5 separate regions of the Mus musculus genome follow, and regions 1, 2, 3 and 5 are each linked to region 4. The links are chromatin contacts, called in public Hi-C, HiCAR-type, HiChIP or PLAC-seq and promoter capture Hi-C maps. All regions are on one chromosome and are shown on one strand. The core of a region is the stretch at or near the end of the contact, and the rest is flanking DNA. Distances in the headings are between cores, read along the strand shown. Region 1 holds the start of Slc7a14 (solute carrier family 7 (cationic amino acid transporter, y+ system), member 14). Region 2 holds the start of Sec62 (SEC62 homolog (S. cerevisiae)). Region 3 overlaps Prkci (protein kinase C, iota). Region 4 holds the start of Zfp639 (zinc finger protein 639). Region 5 overlaps Sec62 (SEC62 homolog (S. cerevisiae)).

Region 1 (2,700 bases), core at 37-2,536, 1.2 Mb after region 4:
ACCACTATAGCTTCTCATAGGCTAACGATTAGTTCATCTGAACAACAAAACTGTCTCAGAGAGTAGACATTCTCTGCCCATTTTTAAGATAAAACTCCGAGGCCTCAGGCGATCAGTCAAGGATTACATGTGTCCCCTGAACAGCCTGCTTCAACATCCCAAATTCTGACTCTTTAACCTTACCCTTTTTCTGCAACATCTCACAGCTTTGTGGGCATCCAAAGAAGTCAGAAATACTATGAACAACTAGTTAAAGGCTTAAGTCATAGTGATGGCTCACCAAGGCTCCTGTAGGCTCAAGGGAGTGTTGAGCATGAATGGTGAATGTACCAGGACTGTCCGGGCCATGATTGGACGTACTTAGATGTGAACTTGCCCTACGTGAAAAGACAGCAGCCAGCCAGTAATCTCCCTGAACACAACAAACTTAGTAACTTTTATTTCTCATAGAAGAGGTTTACATGGCATCAGCTCCATTCCACTAACACATACATAAATAACATGCTTCTTGTTTTCTGAAATGTATTATTATTTTAATAGAGGCAAGAGAAAGACTCTCACTTACCGATCTCTGCGTGTGTCTAGCACTGAGTTAGGCAACTTCAAGAGCATGTCAACTCTCTCTACAGTCCTAGGAGATGTTCATTTCACAGACAAGGGAAGAAAAAGCAAGACGTTAAATGCTACAAGTCATAGATTGAAAATCCTTGTAGATCTTCAGAAACCTCAAATCCATGAAATGTTGTGGACTCTAAACTAAGCTGGATCTATTTGAGCTTTTGGTCTTGTCTTCTTTGAGAGCTGAGAGAGAGACTAACCTCCCCATCCCTTGTTTACAGTGACAGTGAGGTGGAGGGGGAAAAGTTAAGAGTACCAAGACCACCTCAAGGAGGTAGTGGGGTAGCTTCCAGCGAGCAGGAAGCAGGCCTGGCTGGGTAGCTGAATCCAGGAGAGGTGGAGCTGTTGGCAGAAGCCAGCCCAAACAGTACAGCGACACTGCAGAGTCCTACCCCACCCTGCCTTCCCAGAGCATAGAACTGCCCGGGCTCCTCTGCTCCAAGCACCAGAAAGGTAGCAGAGGCTGGAGGCCGCACCTGGAAGGCGGGTGAGGTGTAGTGAGTGACAGACCCGGGGGGCGGGGTGGGGGGGCGGGGGGGTGCGGGAAGGGGCGGCGGGAGTGGTGCTAGGACTCGGTAATGGAAAGGGCTGGGTTAGCCACGTGATTACAAGGAGGCGGAGATAGGCAAGCTGGAGAGCAAACTGGCAGGCGCGGGAGGGGTGCGGAGGGGTTTCAATCTGAATAATTGAAGAGCGATTCAGCAACGTCCGCTGTCTCCTGCCTTCCTTTATCACTACCACCGCCCTCATCTCAGCTCTAAGTGCAGACCGCCGGACATTAGCATCCAGTTCAGGCCATCACCTCCAGCCCCTCTGGTGAGTGGATGCCCTCTTCACCACAGTCTGTGCCCCCAGCGCGGCCCCGGGCTTCCCAGCTGGACCCCGGAGACTAAGATGAACCAGGGAGCCCCAGACACCTGCAGGGTGGAAGCGGGAACATGGCGCGGAGGTTGAGGGCGACCTACGGGAAGGGGATCTCTGGAAAGACCAAGGAGCGAGGTCAGGGTCGCGCGGGCTTCCACTGGGAATGGGTCCCCCGGTAGCATCCTCGATGAGGGGACTCGCGGGAGCCGGCAGGCGGAGCGCGGGCTGGCGCAGCCTCCGCTGCGGCGGGAGCGAGAGGCTAAGATGCTGGGGATGACAGTGTGGGCCTCCCAGGTCTCCGCAGTCGCGGGGCCCGTCCTGTCCTCCAAGCCTATCCACGCACCTGACGGGGGCAACTGGGCTCTTGGCCTGGGATTGAGCCCTTGGAAAAAGGAGAGGTGTTTTCCGGGCCGCAGTCCCAGAGGAAGGCGGGGACATGAATCTGTCCTTTAACCAGAGCAAAACTCTTCAAAGGGACTCCAATGGAGCCCTGCGCCCCGACTAGGCTGGTGCGCCACGAGGACCATCTGTCCCCGGCCAAGCGGGAGACCGTGCAGTGAGGAGGATGTGACGGGAGAGCTATCTGGGTAGGTTCCTGCCCGGAGCCCGCGGCTCTCGAGAGGACTCTCGCACGCACTGCTTCGCCTCTTTGGGGCCTTTTTCCCAGCCCCAAAACACATCTCAGTTTCCCACAAATTCTGAGGGCCAGAGTAGGGTGGCGTGGCCCCAAGCCTTCTGTCTCCACTGAGTCACCCTCCTCCCCCGCCAAGTGTGCATTTTACATCATGATCAAACTGTAAGGTAGAAGCTGTCAAATGACTTACAGAAGAAAGATGAGGGAAGGTGGAAGCAGCACAGGCTGTCGTCTCTTCTTGATAGTGATTCCGCTACGTGTGCGAAACTCGGTTCATTGAGAGCTTGAGTTGAGAGACTCAAAGGATGTTCGCCTGCGTGGCAGAGGCAGTAACTGGCCAGAGTAACTAAGGGTTGCAGGGATAATCTGCCTCTGAGAGCTGGGGACAGGTTGAAGAGCTGGCTAGAGTTGGGATGGTGTGCCGCTGTCCGGGGTGCTGAAAGTTGTCTGCTGCGCGGTAAATACCTGGGGACTGGTGGGATCCGTGCTGGCTGGTCAGCTTTCCCTGCAGTTGAGATCTAACACCTAAAGGGCATTGTCTCGTGTTTACCAAGAAAACAAGCGAGTATCCTTTGCTTTCCCAG
Region 2 (2,700 bases), core at 191-2,690, 1.7 Mb after region 4:
GCCTGTAGGCCAATAACTTGATAAGTCTTTAAAAAAATGGATATAAAAGGAAAACAGAAAAAGACATCCTACGTGGGGAACAGAAAGACAAGAATGAGTGTAACAACTTGTGACTGACATATTAACAACTTACTAGAGACCATCAACTTAGGCCTTTGGTTTCTGAGTGAGCTCTTGAGGCGCTCACATCCATGTTTAAGGTGCATCGAACAAAGGACACCCAACAGGGCGAAAACTGCGGGGAAGAGATGCTCAGGTGACATTCATAAGGGATGAGGGAGGCACAGTATGTAGGGCGTGAGGCTGACAAGCTGGCATGTGGAAGGTTTCTGGGTGCCACCAGCCCATTGCAGCACTGACCGGGCAGGGTTTGTTTACATCGTGTCGCCTGGAAGAAAGCCGGCAAGGTTCAAGCCCGGCTATTCGGTTAAAAGAGCCATTGGGAGGGGAATGGAGGGCACACGCCGCTTAACATCTGGAAGGAGCCCTGGGGCCGGGCGGCCCGGGGCCAGCTGACCGACCGACCGTCTGCAAGCACAAAGAACCGGCGGCGGTGCCGCAGGTCAGCCCTCCTTCCACCCCAGCTACCGTGGCCTTAATATCGGGACGCCAGGGAGACACGGAGGAGGGAGGGAGGCCGGCCGGCGCCTGGCGTCCGCGCTCCCCGCGCAGGCCCGAGCCCTCCGCCGCAGGAACGCGGGGCCGGACGCGGGATTCGAGCGCCGCGCCTCCCTCCCTCCTTCCTTCCCCGGACGCACCACAGAGCCCTCGGCCGAGCGGCCGCTAACACCGTCCCGCCTCGAGACCATCCCGGCGCCGCGACCCCGCGGAGACGGCCTCCGGGCGTCCGGCCGCTCGGGACGTCTCCCCCTGTCCCTCCTCGTCCCAGCGCGCCCGAGCCCGTCCCCGGTCCCACGGCCCCGCCGAGCTACCTGGATCCGCTTCTTGTGTCGCCTGCGTTCCGCCATGTTGGCCGCTCCGCCCGGTTCCTTCTGACGTGGAGCGAGTCGGGGAGGGGGCGGCTGAGATCTCGCGAGAGCGCGGCGGCTCGCGGCCCGTTATGTAACCCGCCGCGGGCTCTGGGCTGGGGGCGGCCTCCGTGGTCTTCCCGCCGTCCGTGCGGTGGCGGACGACGCGGGCTGCTTCTGCTTCTGGTCCCGGAGGCCGGCGCCACGTGAGTCAGAGCGCTGGAGGCTGGCAAGTCGCGTCGGCTCTCAGCCCTGACTGAACGCCCGAGTCACCTGGCTGGCGTGTAAACACAGATCCCCGGGCCCCGCCCCTCAGAGTCGCTGACGCCGCCGGGACCACCGGGGCGCACAGCGTCACCTGTGGCGCTTCCTGCCCCAGCGAGCCCCGTGGCACCCCACTTCAGTCCCGCCAAGTTCCCCTTAAAAGGTGGAAAACAACTTCAGAGTCTGACTCCATTAAACACAGCTCGTCCCCAAAGCCTTGGAATGTCCGCTCCTCACGTGACACCTCACAACCCATCCTTAGACTCCAGAAGGCTGGATGAGCCCAGGGAAGTTAAGGTGGAAAGGAGCAAGACTAGTTGGGATGCAGTAGACTGCAGGCCACTTCTATATGACTATTCTGACGACCTGCTATATGACTATTATTCCAGAACTTTCTAGACCAAAGACATGGGTAGTTAAGTGCTTAGGTACAAGTTCTGATGACATTGTGGCTGTAAGAAAGTTGAAAAAATGCAGAAAAGATAAAACCAATAAAGTTTAATTCTATCCCTTGAGTCAGTTAATCATTTTAAATTTCTTTTGTCCTTTATATCCACTTTGCGTGTACATGGGATGTGTGTGTATGTTGAATTTATAAGTCTTCTCTGTTCCCCCCCAAACATCATGGAACCTGGTAGCCTGTTTGTTGTTGTGGTTTTTTTTTTCAGTTTTGCATTGTAAACTTAATTTCAAAATCCTTAAAGTTTTCTATTTCATATATCTGACATAATAATATGTAGTTGAAGCAAAGCTCAGTACTTTGATGCCTGATCATTTATATACTAAGATAGCTGAAGGTTGGTGGTTTTTGTTTTTAACTATGCAATTCTACTCTCAAGAGATCTGTAATTTGGCTCTGCTGTCAGGAAGCAGGGGAGAACTAATAATTCTTACGTATTAACACAAAACTTGGAACATACAATATCTTGTTTTCTCTAGCCTTTCCTACCCAGATGATTGTCAGGACAAGCTAATAGCTAGCAGATGATCTCCCTGAGATTGTGTGCCTCAGATTAACATAATCCGTGACAGATTTGCTCCCATAGGCAAAGCCCAGGAGAAAATAATTTTAGGAAAGATTCCTACTATTAATATGCTTCTCCTGTTATTATTAAACATATATAACAATCACTAGGTATTAGCCTACCTCTTTGAGCAGATCTCTGCAGTTGCAGATCTACAGAGATGTACTGTCTTGTAGGGATGCTATATAGACAAATGGATGACTTAATTCTTAATGATGATCCTGTAAGGATTCCTAAAATTGTACCAGTATGTATTAAGCTGTCAAAACTGCAATGAGAACTCTGCCAGTCTCTGTCACCAGTTAATTGCCTCTACTACTCAGAGCACATTCCAAAAGGTTGTAAAACCATTAACCAAAAGTCATAAAAAGGGAACTACGATTATATTATAGGTGCTAGGACAGAAGATACAATGTTGACTGGGTTTATCTATACAAAACTTC
Region 3 (2,700 bases), core at 181-2,680, 1.5 Mb after region 4:
ATTCTATAGCCTGGGCTGGCTTTAAACAGACAATCCTCCTGCCTCAGTCTACCAAGTACTGGTATTATAAGCTAATGCCACCAGACCTGGCTGCTAGTTTCTTTTAAAAAGGAGCTAAAGCAGTTCCACTGCCACACTATGGATGGGTAGGGCTTCCAGGTGAGAGGACTGAGCCAGAGCCAGGCTGACTCCATGACAGGCTGCAAACAGTTTGGGAGACTAGGCCTAAGTTTGTGTTTCCCACAAACAGAACTGGGATCCAGGAACCTGTGGTCAGCCAACCGCAGCCATGGGCAGCCAATCTGAGGACACCTTGTCCTTTGGCCTGAAGGATCCCTAGAGTAGAGCTAACCAATCACGGTAAAGGGGCACATACCACACACACACACACACACACACACACACACACACACACACACACTGGAATTCCCTTGACAATAAAAGCTGGGCCTGCGAGCCCACTCGGTGTCTCTATTCCTGAATGAAAAGACCCCTGCATGCAGGAAATTCCGCTGGAAAAAAAATGCTCTTTGCTTTTGCATACTATTTGAGTCTGGGTTATCATTCCTTGGTGATTCTTGGACCCTAACACAGGCAGTGACTGTAATGGATATTGTATCATATTACAACCTTGGTCAATTAAGTCACAAGAAAGAAACCACTAAAGTACTCTGGACTAAGAATAGTCTAGCTTGAGCTACTAAAAATTTTTTTTAGATTTATTTGACAAATATTTGCTAGCAGATATGTCTGTGCACTGTGTGTGTGTGTCTATGGCAGGTCAGAAGGCATCAGATCCCCTGGAACTAGAGTTCCAGACAGTTGTAAGGTACCTTGTGGGTGCTGGGATTTGAACCTGGGTCCTTTGCAAAAAGAACAGCAAGTGTTCTTCACTGCTCACCCACCTCTCCATCACCTTCTTTTTGTTTCTCTTCTCTCTTTAAACAAAGCATCTTTTACTCTTTGACAACTGCATAGATAGAAACAATGCGTCCTGATGATGTATACCCCAGCTCCACTTTCCCTCCCACTCCTCTGAAGCACCCCACGAGCCTTTCTCCCCTTCTGCCTCTTTCTTTGTTCACAGCTGCCCACTGAGCCCTCTCTGCTGGGATGATGACTGACCTCCCTGCACTGGTCACAGCTGCAGTGAGTCCTCGGCTGCAGAGGCCACAGCACAGCCCAAAGGCAGCGTTGCATTCCTCGCCTTCCTGCATCTCTCACATTCTTTGAAGCCCTCCTCTGAGATGCCCCTCCTCTGACGTGTTCCGAGCCTTTGGTGGGAAGGATGTCCTACCTAGGGCTGGACACCAGCTCCAGCTACTCTTAAATGTAAGTGGTGAATTTTAGTTACACACACAGAAGGGGAGGAGGACACACCTCTCTCAACTAAGCAGGCGAAGTGCAGAGTGATCCCTGGAAATCCGAGGTGCATTCCTCAATGAACAAGTCACTTAGAGCAAAGCTGGGCTTGAACTGGATCCTCCCCTCTGCTACTCTGGTGCTCATTCCTGTGGTTTTATGACACATTCCTGCATGCTACATGCCACTGGCTCTGACTAATCTTCAATTACACAGTGCACAGAACCCAGCTTACTACTTGAGAGAAACCATTTCCTATCTACATGGTCTCAAAGAAAACAGTGTCTGTTCTTTTCTCCAACTCAGCTGCCAAGTCCTCACTCCCTTTTATGTTCTGTGGACATTTATAACATTAGCTCTGATAAGTCACAGAACTGTGAAAGTCAGTTTTCGAATCACTAAGTTATAAGGTAAGTTGCACAGAAATAGAAAACCTAACCAGAACTGGCACAAAAAGAAGACTTACGTGGCCTTTTCTATTTCATGAAAGGCAGAAGATGGCAGCCACGGACTGCTTGTGAAGGCCAGAAGACAGAGAAAACGGTTCGGACAATAGACAAAATGAATGAGCGAGTGTGGTGACACTCACTGAAGGCAATACAGCAAACAGAAAACGCATCTACAGAATCAGTGGCTGCAAATACAAAGATCAGAAGACTGGGCAGAAGGGCCAAAGTAGCAAATGGCTTTTCTTTTTGTAAAATAATTTATTTTTATTTTTATATGCATTGGTGTGGTGTCTTCTTGAATGTGCATATGTCAAAGTGTCAGATCCCCTGGAACTGTAGTTACAGATAGTTGTGAGATGTCATGAAGGTGCTGGGAATTAAACCTGGGTCCTCTGTAAGGTAGCCAGTGCCCTCAACTGATGAGCCATTTCTCTAGTCCCCAAACCTCAGACACATGTAGTCCTTGTCTAGAAGAGTCTGATGTGAGTATGGCTTTTGTCCAATGAACAGTTACAACTCCATACACAGGTGGTCTACAATGTTCAAAATGAAGAGCTATGTCTTTCAACTGTGGGAGAGAATCTAGGCAAATTAGTGAACTACAAAACAGAGCCTAGGAAGAGAGAAGGATGAATCAGAGCATCAATGTTAAGAGTCATGGGATCCAATCCCAGAGAGTAGCAGTGAGCTTTCCTGAGGGAATGACAATACATTCTATTATAGTTCAGAACCAGAACCTTCCCCTCTTGGTGACTAGGGGTAGCTACTATACTACTCCTGTCTCTAGTTTACTATCCTGTCACCATTTCATGGATCTTTAGAACTAGCAGAGAGGCAGTCAAGGAACCCAAACCATAGATGGGCAAGACACAGGATTAGATGACCATCT
Region 4 (2,700 bases), core at 105-2,604:
TGTTTGGGGTTAGGCAATTTGTTGTTAAAGGCATACAACACTACTGGCTTGCTCTCCACTTTTTGAGATAACATTGAAGACAGAAAAAAAAATCCCATTTTAAAAAGGCCCAACTGCCCTCTTCCACATCAACAGCAGAGCTCAGTGGCTCACAGCTGACATCCCAGCACTCAGGAGGCTGAGGCAAGATTACACATAAAGTCTCTTGTGTCCTAAAAACAAAACAAACACATCACCCACACAGAGGCATCTTGGCACCTGGAACCTTCACAACACTTAATAGTGCTTCCCATAGACAAACCTTTTCAAAGGTTTCTCATGAAACCTCGGATGTCTTCACACAATGCCTAGACACTTTTTTTGTTTGTTTTTTTCGAGACAGAGTTTCTCTGTGTAGCCCAGCTGTCCTGGAACTCACTCTGTAGATCAGGCTGGCCTTGAACTCAGAAATCCGTCTGCCTCTGCCTCCCAAGTGCTGGGTTTAAAGGTGTGCGCCACCACTGCCCCGCACCAAGACATATTTTTAAAAGGCTGTTTTCGCGCGCATGTGTAGTCCGAGATGGTGTCTGATCTGGAGGCAATCATGAACCTACTCCAACTGGGTGTTCTCTCCAGCACCCAGCACCGAATTTTTTGAGACTGGGTCGTTGCGTTTTGAAGACGTTTATAACACTTTATTTTTTCACCTCCATTAAAACAAACAAACAAAAAATATTTCCAGGGCTCAGAAGGCGCTTACAGCTAAGCCAGACGACCTGGGTGTCTTCCCTGGAACCCGCAAGGTGGGAAGAACAGCCTCTTGGAAAGTTGTCCTCTGACCTCTACACTTGCGCCATGGCACACGTGCGCATGCATACACGCAATAAGCACGTACATTTTCAAACAGAAAGAGAATTTTCCCGTTCTAATTGAAGCCCGGCGTGGTGGCACACGCCTTTCCGGCTAGCCTAGGCTACACAAGTCCCTGTCACAGATTACAGGAATTCGAAGAGCGCTGGTCTGATTGGCCTCTCCTGGGAGCCTCTGTCCGTGAGGACTCAGGGCCGGGTCCCCGCTGGACTCCAGCGTCTCCCGCGGGAGCAGCCTCCTGCAGGCCGGCATAGGCCCCCCCGCCGCCGAGTCCACCCGAGCGGCCGACACGCACCGGGCCGGGCAGGCCCCGCTCGCCCCGCGGCCCTCGCTTGGCACGCAGGCCCCGGAGGCCGGCCCTCACCTCACGTAGCAGCGCAGCTCCGGCGAGACACGCCCGGATGATGGGACGGAGGGGGCTGCCGGGCCACCGCCCGCGCCCTGCCCAGCCGCCCGCGCCCTCCCCGGCCCTGCCCTTCCCTGCCCGCCAGGCCCAGCAGCACTCACCCCGTCACCCCGCGCATGCGCCACAGCGGGCCGCGAGAGTAAAGATGGGGGACGGGGGGCGGGAACCCTAAGGATGAGGGCGTGGCCTGAGCATGGAGGGGGCGTGGCTTCATGCTAAGGGCGGGGCCTAACAGCAGGACAAGGAGAGACTAGCAGTGCTGTCTAGCGTCCCCTACGGGCACATCCGGGCCGTGCCACCTTCCCCCCTGAGGTCAGCGCTGTCCCACTCATCGGTTTCCTGGAAGGCCGCAGTGATCGATCCTCAGGGTCTTCAGGATCATTAGTGTTTCACGCATGGTGGTTGTCCTCAAATCCCAACATCCGGGCTAGATAAGTCCAGGGCCGAGAAAAAACGCGATGTGACTCGAGATGGGTCCTCAGACCACACCCTGGGTTCTTGAAGTCTTGGGAGATTGGAGGTGGAGTTAGAGAAGGGAGAGCTGAAAAAATGGCTCCCCCCAGTTAAGAGAGTTTTATTTCTCTTCTAGAGAAAGCATGCACATGATAGTTCACAAACGCCTTTACTGTAACTCAACAGCAAGGGATGTGAAGCCTCCGCAGGCATACACACCTCCCCATCCCCCCACCTAAATACAAAAATAAATAAATCCTAAAAAGAAGACCTGATGGAGTGAACCGAGGTTATCACAAAGGATTGCATTCTGTCATTTAAATCCTTTTCGTACCTTGACCGTCAATAAGCAAAGGATTAAATTAGATGAGCATAAATAACTGTGAACATTGTTTTTGAATTATCCCTCGGGCTGACAGTAGATTTCGGTGGTTGTCTGTGCTTGGCAGGGTGAGTGCTGAGGTGTGAGCCCTCAGCGTTACAAGCAACAGTCCAGAGTGCGGCTGTGTGTTTTCTTTCTCGCTCCTCCTTCAGTGTTAAGAATGGAGTCCAGGGGCTGGAGAGATGGCTCAGCTGTTAAGAAAACTGGCTCTTCCACTAGGGGATTCAGGTTTTATTCCCAACACCCACAATGAGGTTCACGTCTGAGCTCACGTGTAAATCCAGTTCTAGGTCGCCTGAAGCCTTCTGGCTTCCATGGGCGCCAGGAACACAAGTGGTGCACAGACATACATTCAGGCAAAACACTCATACAGATAAAAATAAAATATATATATTTTAAAACATTTTTAAATATAATCCTAGCTCTCATCCACTGAGCTGCCCCACCCCAACCCCCTAATCTGGGTGAGAGTTAAAGAGGTTTCAGTACAATTTGTGAGTGTTTCTCGGTTTTGTAACTAAAGCCCTTAAGGTTCAACTAATTGTACGTGAATAGCTAAATCGAGTGGGGTAACTTATATCCAAAGTCACTTGCAAAGTCCCAGCCACGG
Region 5 (2,700 bases), core at 49-2,548, 1.7 Mb after region 4:
CATGCAAATACCTACCTTATACCAAGATCAGTATCACTATTAAGACTTACCAATAGCAAGGAGAAGAATGCTGGCTACAAAACAGCCTGCGCCCACACTGAGGTAATAAACACCTACTCTCATTTCTGCTGGCCAGAGAGGGAAGAGGGTGGCTGCTATTACTGCAATCACTGGAGAAATGACAGAGTTACAGAGTAACTTTTAGAATAAATTCTTTAATGGCCTCATTACAATCAACAGTGAACATATTCTTGAAAATGGAGACAAAAAAGTAACATTTGTATAGGAATAATGAATTATCAGCAATTTCATGTGATTTAACATAACATTTTATACTGTTCTTAAACTAGGTTAGCATTTTTTAAACCTAAATTACATTTAATTATAAAAAATACTATCTAGAAATTAAAACTACTCCTTAAATGACCAACTACTGTCATTTTGAAGCTAATATTATTTTAATATTAGGAGTAGGGAAACCTAGATCAAAACAAAACCAAAGAACACCCCACCTCCCACTCCAGGGAAATCAGATTCACAAAGCTTTTTTTTAAAAAAAAGGTCAGAGTGGTTGGGGAAATTATATAAGCATCTCTAGGATTTTTTGTTTGTTTGCTTGTTTGTTTGTTTTTTGCACTTATGGTAGGGCCTCTTGGAAAACTGTTAAATGAGAAGACTGGTTATTAAGTCTTTTAAGTCTTTATCATTAAGAACAGGACTCTTGCTCTACCACACGTTAGCTAAGTAACCCTTCCAAAGTTAATTTACCTTATCTTGATAAGTGCCTGTTCTTGCTGGAATGAGACGTCACAAGGATTTTATGACAAAGTGACTACCACACTGGAAGCAATCCACAGCATGAGCCTTTTGAGTTTAACTAAGTTTTAACTCTTACTATAAGTTTCTCTAAATGGGATCCTAAAATATCTTATTAACCAATCATATTTTAGATAGTATGTTTTTGCTATCTGTTCAATTATTCTTTCCCACCCATTTTTGTCCCCCAAATTAAAAATATATATATATATACACAAGTTTGATCACAATATAAACAACGAGTCAAAGGCTATGGTGAAGATGGAATCATCGAGTTTTTGTCCCACTGTTCAGCGGTAAACACTATAAAGCTTATCCTATTCCCAGAGACTGCTCACTTACAATACAGATTAGTGACAAATACCCTTTTCTAACTAGAGGAAAGTATGCAACTTCCGCTCTGGCAGCTCTCTTTTCCTATCTCAAAGGCTGCATGCTGTTCTCTTACACTGCCAATGTTTACTCTCCTCCCAAGGAGTGGGGACTACTTTCAGTTTTACATGATAAGAGACAATCCTCCTGCAAGTCTACTCGCACATGGACATCATATGACTGGGATTATGTAACAGACTGACTTCTAGACTGGGGATGGAGCTCAGTGGTGAAGTGCTTGTCTAGCACGTGTAAGACCCTGGGTTTGATCCCAGACACTAACAATAAACAAAAACTAATGACACTCAAAAAGCCATAACAATGAATTCCTTTCAATGGAATTGGTAGGCCAAAAGATACAAGCATTTAAAATTTGAATATTGCTTTGTTTGGCTGTGTCCATGAAAAGGAACATAAGGGAAACCCTACAGGATTTACAGGAGCGGTGTGCTAGCACCTACAATGTGAAGGCACTGCCAAACTGCCTGCTGGAAAGAAAGAAAAAGGAAGGCACCATCATCAATTGTTGGAGTGTTCCCTCCACCCCAGGACTTCAGTGTCAATTTCTGAAATCTTAATCTTTGTTACTTCACTCTGTATCTGATTTATCCTTAACCAGGTGAATGGTCGGTGTGTTTTCCTGTGAGCTACATTTATCTTGTTCTACCATGTTAATACCTTAAAAATGATTTAGCTGCTGCAAATAATTTGAGTTTGTTACTTATCTTCTAACTTTATTTAAAATATCCTCTTAAAGAGTTCTTACTTTGTTTTAAATTTAAAAGTATTTTTTGAGGCCCTGCATTTGTCCTCTAAAGTTTAGAGTATACTAAAAAGCTACTTATATTCTCCTACTTACCAAGAATTAATCCCATGACAAATGTTTTAATGTGAACTGGGTCATAGATCCACACAAAAACCTAGAAGAATCAAGAAACCTCAATGCTTAAAAGTTCTAAGGTCACATTAGTAATAAGTTTACTTCTCTACTGCAGTTCCCCAGTCTCCATCTCTGAACACTCTAAACTCTCCCTTTCCAATTAAGACTACACTCAGCCATTAAAAGACCGGTATTCCTAGCTCTAGCTTCTCTAAATTACAGTATTTTTCCATTTCTTAGTATATTTTGAACAAGTCCCTTTATTTTTTTCTGATTAATTTGTATTTTTCTAACACTTGGGGTTCTGAATAAACCTGTTTTACTGTTTATATTTTTCTTGGGAATCAGATTTTAAAACATTAGTTTTGCTAGTAACCACTTTAAGAACAACAACAAAAACAAAACAAAAAACCCCAACCCTCTAACATCCCCCCACCCTTTTTAGATGGAGTTTCTTTATATAACAGCCCTGGCTAGCCTTGAACTGACTGACTATACAGACCAGGGGCTGGCCTCAAACTCACAGAGATCTGTCTCTCAAGTGCTAGGATTAAAGGTGTACACCACCATATTCAGCTTAAAAACCTATGTTTAATAAAAGGGAAATTTCCAATTTTAAGTCTGGAGATACA

What was found. Promoter capture Hi-C pulls out the DNA fragments that hold promoters and counts their contacts. Hi-C and Micro-C count contacts between places; a contact is called where the count stands out from the background. HiCAR-type assays count read pairs that join an accessible place to other places. HiChIP or PLAC-seq counts read pairs in DNA pulled down with a chosen protein or histone mark.
Region 1: a contact with region 4 is called in a Hi-C map of cortical neurons, with 3 times the contacts expected there. The contact joins the promoter of Slc7a14 here to the promoter of Zfp639 in region 4. A contact is called at or near these places in 1 of 39 promoter capture datasets (hippocampal neurons) and 1 of 484 Hi-C or Micro-C datasets (cortical neurons).
Region 2: a contact with region 4 is called in a HiCAR-type map of astrocytes, with 6 times the contacts expected there. The contact joins the promoter of Sec62 here to the promoter of Zfp639 in region 4. A contact is called at or near these places in 3 of 39 promoter capture datasets (cranial neural crest, hippocampal neurons and pre-B cells), 3 of 484 Hi-C or Micro-C datasets (CD4 T cells and CD8 T cells), 4 of 115 datasets of contacts at active chromatin or transcription factors (the 230-238 cell line, astrocytes, large pre-B cells and 1 more) and 2 of 9 other capture datasets (adipose tissue and liver).
Region 3: an H3K27ac HiChIP or PLAC-seq map of extraembryonic endoderm stem cells shows a contact between it and region 4, with 15 times the contacts expected there. The contact joins the enhancer-like site here to the promoter of Zfp639 in region 4. A contact is called at or near these places in 1 of 39 promoter capture datasets (cranial neural crest), 4 of 115 datasets of contacts at active chromatin or transcription factors (embryonic stem cells, extraembryonic endoderm stem cells, large pre-B cells and 1 more) and 2 of 9 other capture datasets (adipose tissue and liver).
Region 5: a contact with region 4 is called in a promoter capture Hi-C map of liver, with 3 times the contacts expected there. The contact joins the enhancer-like site here to the promoter of Zfp639 in region 4. A contact is called at or near these places in 3 of 39 promoter capture datasets (hippocampal neurons, liver and pre-B cells), 1 of 484 Hi-C or Micro-C datasets (liver), 1 of 115 datasets of contacts at active chromatin or transcription factors (astrocytes) and 2 of 9 other capture datasets (adipose tissue and liver).

What each region holds. Positions count from the first base shown.
Region 1 is chr3:31,308,905-31,311,604 of GRCm38.p6, reverse strand. Slc7a14 (solute carrier family 7 (cationic amino acid transporter, y+ system), member 14) reads left to right here and starts at 1,286. Exons shown (of 8, transcript NM_172861.3): 1 at 1,286-1,434. Gm15496 (a long non-coding RNA gene) reads right to left here. Exons shown (of 3, transcript XR_880740.3): 1 at 2,307-2,700; 2 at 566-631.
Region 2 is chr3:30,791,616-30,794,315 of GRCm38.p6, reverse strand. Sec62 (SEC62 homolog (S. cerevisiae)) reads right to left here and starts at 1,440. Exons shown (of 8, transcript NM_027016.2): 1 at 933-1,440. The coding sequence starts at 968.
Region 3 is chr3:31,021,806-31,024,505 of GRCm38.p6, reverse strand. The region is part of intron 2 of Prkci (protein kinase C, iota); the gene reads right to left. Among named protein-coding and RNA genes, the nearest start is that of Mir7008, 16 kb to the left of the region's middle. Within about 2 kb of position 1,430, at least 161 of the 459 cell types and tissues checked have an H3K27ac peak or open chromatin away from gene starts, as enhancers often do. A contact at or near this core is called in extraembryonic endoderm stem cells and stem cell-derived neural progenitor cells, where this site is marked.
Region 4 is chr3:32,509,246-32,511,945 of GRCm38.p6, reverse strand. Zfp639 (zinc finger protein 639) reads right to left here and starts at 1,354. Exons shown (of 7, transcript NM_144519.4): 1 at 1,214-1,354.
Region 5 is chr3:30,811,704-30,814,403 of GRCm38.p6, reverse strand. Sec62 (SEC62 homolog (S. cerevisiae)) reads right to left here. Exons shown (of 8, transcript NM_027016.2): 6 at 2,048-2,108; 7 at 51-170. Among named protein-coding and RNA genes, the nearest start is that of Sec62, 20 kb to the right of the region's middle. Within about 2 kb of position 1,298, at least 18 of the 459 cell types and tissues checked have an H3K27ac peak or open chromatin away from gene starts, as enhancers often do. A contact at or near this core is called in liver, where this site is marked.